Regions from separate parts of the Sus scrofa genome. Here region 2 is linked to region 1. The links are chromatin contacts, called in public HiChIP or PLAC-seq maps. All regions are on one chromosome and are shown on one strand. Each heading gives the region's core, a stretch centred on a gene start, on an enhancer-like site or on the middle of the called end of the contact. The rest is flanking DNA. Distances are from core to core; before and after follow the strand shown. Region 1 has its middle 170 kb from the start of FAM43A. Region 2 overlaps XXYLT1 (xyloside xylosyltransferase 1).

What was found. HiChIP or PLAC-seq counts read pairs in DNA pulled down with a chosen protein or histone mark.
Region 2: an H3K27ac HiChIP or PLAC-seq map of skeletal muscle shows a contact between it and region 1, with 7 times the contacts expected there. The contact joins two enhancer-like sites. A contact is called at or near these places in 2 of 2 datasets of contacts at active chromatin or transcription factors (alveolar macrophages and skeletal muscle).

What each region holds. Positions count from the first base shown.
Region 1 is chr13:131,835,845-131,838,600 of Sscrofa11.1, reverse strand. No RefSeq gene overlaps it. Among named protein-coding and RNA genes, the nearest start is that of FAM43A, 170 kb to the right of the region's middle. Within about 2 kb of position 1,505, at least 8 of the 83 cell types and tissues checked have an H3K27ac peak or open chromatin away from gene starts, as enhancers often do. A contact at or near this core is called in skeletal muscle, where this site is marked.
Region 2 is chr13:132,178,367-132,181,402 of Sscrofa11.1, reverse strand. All of the region lies in intron 2 of XXYLT1 (xyloside xylosyltransferase 1), which reads left to right. Among named protein-coding and RNA genes, the nearest start is that of XXYLT1, 90 kb to the left of the region's middle. Within about 2 kb of position 1,437, at least 19 of the 83 cell types and tissues checked have an H3K27ac peak or open chromatin away from gene starts, as enhancers often do. A contact at or near this core is called in skeletal muscle, where this site is marked.

The sequences.
Region 1 (2,756 bases), core at 256-2,755:
TTTGTGTTCCTCCAAAACTTAATTAAAGCTGCCAGCAGCATGGAGTCAGCCTGCACCCAGGGTTCAAGTGAGGCAGGGGCAGGCTCTGGGGCCCCCGCTGGGTCCACCACCCTGGTGGACCCCTGCCCTTCAGACCCCTTGGGACCAGGGAAGGAAAGCAGATGGTACTCTGCTGGGGCCACTGAGGTCAGAGCTGCAGGACCCCATCCTTGCCCCTCTGGCTTGTGCCTATTCCTCCCTATAGGGTGATCCAGCCCTCACATGCCCTTTTCTGAGCCTGCCTCCTGTTGCATCTTGACCTCCCTGGGTGTTTTCACTTTCCCCAGCCTCCATCTCGAGGTTTTGGAGACTGGACTCTAACTTGACTCTGTTTTCACCAAGCGTGGGGGACCCTGTTGGAAGGGCCCAGGTCGTGCTTCCCCTGGATGGGGCCCAATGTGGCGTCCTCCCCTTCCCTCTCCTCCCCCTCCCTCTCCCCCTCTCCTCCTCCCTCCACCAGGCAGGCTGAGCTAGAAACCACAGGAAGGGGCTGGGTTGCCTTTGGCTGCTGAGGCTGAAAGCTGGAGGTGGGGGACTCAGGAAACCCAGGCTTGATTCCAAAGTGAATTGGAAAGATCCCCAATGGCCAGGGGATACCTTAGATACATGAGGCTCTAAAAACCTCTGAGTGGCAAAGGACTTTTTTTAGTTTCCGTTAAACTTCAAAACTTCTGCTTTGAAGCACACTCCTACCGATGAGGAATAATACGTCTTTATATTAATTCTCGTAAATAGAATGCATGGTCAGGGGAGGAATCAAAAAACTGTAAAACAGGATAAAAGGCAAAGGAAAGGCCCCTTCATCAGCCCTGATCCCACATTCTCACTCCCCAGAGGTAAATTGTGAGCAGTTTCCTGGGGCAGTTAGGTTTCAAAGAAACACAATTCAGGATTGAAGCTGCAGACTCTGGGTGGTGTGTTTGGAATGCAAAGGAGGAGTGTGCGTGTGTACATGTGGGAGTGTGGGCGTATGTGTGTGTGCGTGTGTGCGCACAGGCCGTGGGTTACTAACACAGGCTCTGCTGTCAATAGCCTGGGTTCAGATTCCAGCTCCTCTGCTCCCAGCTGTGTGGCAGGTTGGGCCATTTGCTTCACTTTTTAGCACCTCGGTTTTATTATTTGTAACTTGTAAATCATGATAATATTCGTCCTACCCAGTTGTAGAGATTAGAGGATTTTTCAGCTCATGAAACGTCTATGAACCTGCAAAAGGCGCTATGAAAACTGCTCATCTGCGCCTCAGTCCCACCTCCTTCCTGAACCAACGATAATTCCAGTAAGTCCTCCAGCGTGTGTACCGCCGTAGAGTTTACAATCCAGGGCACAGACTTTCCCAGGATGCAGACACATGATCCCCAAAGAGATGAAGAAACCCGGGAGCAGCCACTTGGCTCAGGTCTAGAGCTGTATGTGCCAGATTTGGGCCCAAACCCCAAACAGCGTGGTTTTCGGCTGCTCCCATGGGGACCTCAGTGGCTGTCTGAGACGTGAGCACAGGAGCATGTGACGCTGGGCTGAGGAAGGGCTCCTTCCTGCAGATCCCCTGTCACCCCTCCAACTCCCTCCAGGAATCCGGCCTCGTGATTTTGATGTGACCACTGGGACAGCCATCAGGCCTCTTGTCCTGGGCTCAAGCCACAGGTCTCAGGGGCAGAAGCATCTTTGGTCAAGTGTCTGTCTTCTTCCCTCCCCTTCTCCTTGATGAGTGTTTATCATTTTAAGCAATTTAATCACTTATCGTCTGGTATCTTTACAAAGGTATTGCTTTTTTCCGTATCATGAAAGTGGTGCCTATGACGTATTGAAAGCATAAACAAGCAAACAGAAAGTGAGACTAAATATCACAGCAGAATTGTTTTCTGCCTTCAAGGAGTGTCTTCTCTGGCTCCCAACTTGCCCAGTGATGCCCACCAAAAGCAAGGACTCTTCAGCCAAGGATTTGTGTCAGCCCCTCTGAGCTTCAGCAACAAGCTGATATCGTATGAAACTTCCCGAGTCACAGGATCACTGATTACAATGATTTTGAGCTGCAAATTTCTGATGTAATTAGATGACACCATGATGTAATAATTTTTAAAGCTGCTGCTTTTTAAATTTCTTTTTACATTTTAATTTATTCTTTTATACATGTGCCTCTTACTTGAAAAATGAAGTTAAGAACTCCACCCCTCAGGTGGAATTTGACAAAGTGCTCGGAAAAATCAATTTGGTCCGCGGATGTGAAAGTGCCTCCCTGCCTCGGCTCTGACTCTTTGATATACTATCACTGGGTTGTTTGAGCAAGAAAATAAACTTGTTGTAGGGTTTCTACAAACTGTTATCTTGCGTCATGGAACTCAAAGACCAGTGGGGCAAGAGGAGCAGGTAACATGCGGTTACCATGGGGGACACTGAGTGTTATTATAAAGATGTTTACCAAGGGTGATGGGAGCACCAGGATGGGGCACTGCCTCTTCCTGCAGAGGAAAGAAGGCCTGGAGATGCTTTACCAGGGAGCTGGACATTGAGCAGGAACTTGAATGACCTTTAGGGGTTGGGAGCACCAGGATGGGGCACTGCCTCTTCCTGCAGAGGAAAGAAGGCCTGGAGATGCTTTACCAGGGAGCTGGACATTGAGCAGGAACTTGAATGACCTTTAGGGGTTGGTTAGGCAGAGAAAGGATGGCGGGAAGAAAGATGCGGCAGGTAGGTAGGTGTGGCCAGGACCCTAAGGGGTG
Region 2 (3,036 bases), core at 188-2,687, 340 kb before region 1:
TGAGATAGAAAGTATGTTTGGTTCCCATTGTGGCTCAGCGGAAACGAATCTGACTGGGAACCATGAGGTTTCGGGTTCGATCCCTGGCCCTGCTCAGTGGGTTAAGGATCTGGCATTGCTTTTGCTGTGGCTGTAGTGTAGGATGGCGGCTACAGCTCTAATTCGACTCCTAGCCTCCATATGCCACAAGTGCTGCCCTAAAAATACCAAAAAAAGAAAAAAAAAAAAGTGTGTTTGTAGTAGCATATGTCACTGGAGGTCTTACGGGAACAGGGCCATCAAAAAAAATACTCCAACTCCTTTGGAACTAACCTCAGAATTGAGCCTAAGAGCTTAACGAATGTCTGTGAATGAATTAGACAGTTCATTCATCTCTGCCTCATTTATCCATATATAGCACGTTGGGCAGGGGTATGGCCCATGGAGGAAAGCCTTGCTGATTCAAACCCTCTGCCAGATACCGCCTGTGACACATAACTGCTCTGCGTCCAGATTTCCTCCTTTACGAAGGGAGGATAATGATAATATACCTATCTCCATGGTTGTTGTGACAACCAATTGAGTGTATATAACAGGAAGACCTTAAAATAGTATCTGGCCCATGGTAAGCATTCAGACAACAATAATTTACTATTATTGTTGATATTTATTACCAGCTTCCTACTTAATCCCTTGCCTTATTCCTCAGAATGTTGCAGATGCTCACTAAAAGAACACAGAGTTAAAAAAAAATAAAGATAATATGAGAAAAATGATATTTATATAATTGGGTCCCTTTGCTGTCCTGCAGAAATTGGCATAACATTGTAAATCAACTATAATTAAAAAACTAAAAAAAAAAAAAAATCAAACAGAGACTCAGGGCCAGGGAGTAAACGTATAGAAAATGAAAGCTTAGGTCTCATAGACAAAGATGTCAAGACATAGTTGCGGAAGCAGCTCTTCAGCTCACAGCCAGTGCAGCGGGGGAGACTGTGCCCCTTCATCAGTGAGGAGGAAGCAAACTCTCCTGAGCATTGACTTCTGAAATAAATGACATGTTTATTCTCTTTTATTAGAGAAAATGAGCCCTAAGTTCTAAACACTGGCTTTGTTCACTGTCCATCAGACACATGGGAAACCTTTACCCGAAATCTTTTGTTAACACTTAATTCTTTGGAATCATTTGGGCGTTTTCTATTTTGGTTTATGGTCCACACTCATTGGCCCAGCAGGGACGAACCACATCACTTACTTTTTTACAGCTAAAGGTCTTATACCACCTTGCCTTTGAAAAGCTCTTATGAACAAAATCCCATGGTAGCGATAGGGTTCTGAGGAGCGCCCTTGTCGCCGCTGCTCCCGGCGAGCGGATGTGCGGTTGTGGGGTGAGGAGCAGTGGATGCCTTTCCAGTCTGCTGGGGCGTGTGCGGAGCCGTCAGGCCGTGAGCTGGGTCACGTTTGCAGTGGCGCTGGCTGCCCGGGTCACTGCTGCCGCCTGGTCCTCTTGGCCAGACGGGGCCACATCGTGCTCTGGGGCTGGGAGGGGCCACGGGGACTGTCCCCAGAGGCTGACCCTTATCTGTTTGTTTGCCTGTTTCCAAGGGCTACAGAGCCAGGAAGAGGAATACAGCTCCTGTAGAAAGAAAAAGGAACAGGAAATTGTTCAAAAGGGAATGATGAAATGAGAAAGGCAACAGGAAACGGCTCGGGAGTCAGGGGAGGCATCAACCGAAGGAAAAATAAGTTTTGAGGACCAGGTGGGCCGGAGGGATAAAGCAGCCCCAAACCTTGGGGACGCCTTCCTTGTTGGCCCCGACCAGCCAGGTCTCCAGGACGGAAGTGACCTCCCTGGGTTCTGAGGGTCTGTGCCACCCCTTGCTCTGGCTTCAGCACAGACCTGGGCTTCTGGAGCTAGAAATGAGCCTGTGCCCATGGGAGCCAGACCCTCCCAGTGTGCTCGTGTCCATCTGCCCCCCCCCCCGCCCCTCCTCTGCTCCTGTCCTTCCTCTGCAAGGTCAAGAGTGTTCTCCCAGGGACCCTGGGGCCCCAGGTCACTCCCTGGTGCTGCTCAGAGATCTCTGTCCCACCCCAGTGGCTCCTTTACTCCACTTTATCCTGGTCCCATTCTGTCCTGGTGAGCGACTGCCCATGTGTGAGGGGGTCAAAGCAGGAGTGGGGGTGAGGTGGTGCGTGGGGAGCACAGTGTTCTCAGAGGAGCGAACACCCGTCACTCAGCTTGGAGGGTGCAGACGCAGGGCTTCTTGGGTCAGAGGCCACACTTAGGACGTCATTTGGTGAAGGTGGCTTGCTTTAACATTTGTGCCACATCTTTATAACTGAGTGGGATTTGGGATGTCGCCTTTTAGTGTTTCTCTTCCAGGAAGGAGGAAATAGAGTCCCCAGTTAGAAACCTGCTTTCCTCTGAGTATGTCAAGCTGGTTTGTTTTGTTTCTGGGGATCGATGATCAATTTGTAACCTAATAATATCCTCTCAGAGGTTTGTATCTCGGGGCCATTTCTCACCACCCCCACCTATTCCCATGAGCACACACACAGAGATCTCTTGAGCGTAATGATTCTTTGGCTGGGATTCAGGTTCGGTTTAAATAGGACGTGACTGCAAACCAGTCCGTGAACTTCCATATCCTCTTTCTGGTCAGACTATTGAACATTGCAGTTTTTAGTGGCGATAAGGGAGTAGCTTCGTTGGGTGAGAGAATTTCAAGGTTGGAAAAAACTGGAAGGTTTGATCCCTTCATCTGTTTCTGTCTCTCCCGTGGTGTCTCCAGGGCCAGAGGCTGTGCAGTGCATCCTGCTTGGGCTCCTGATGACAGGGAGCTGCCACGGCCGCCGCCAGAAGCAGCCTCTTTCATCTGCAGACATGTTTTGGTTTTAGAAAGTTCTTTCTTACATTGTCCAAAGCCTGCTTTTATCTGTTGATGCTTATACCAACTCTTGACCTCAGTGAAGAAGCCTAGTTCCTTTCCTTCAGAAATTCAAAGGCAGCTTTCAATCAGGGGAAACAGCCCTGGTTTCCTCGTGTGTTCCCCACGG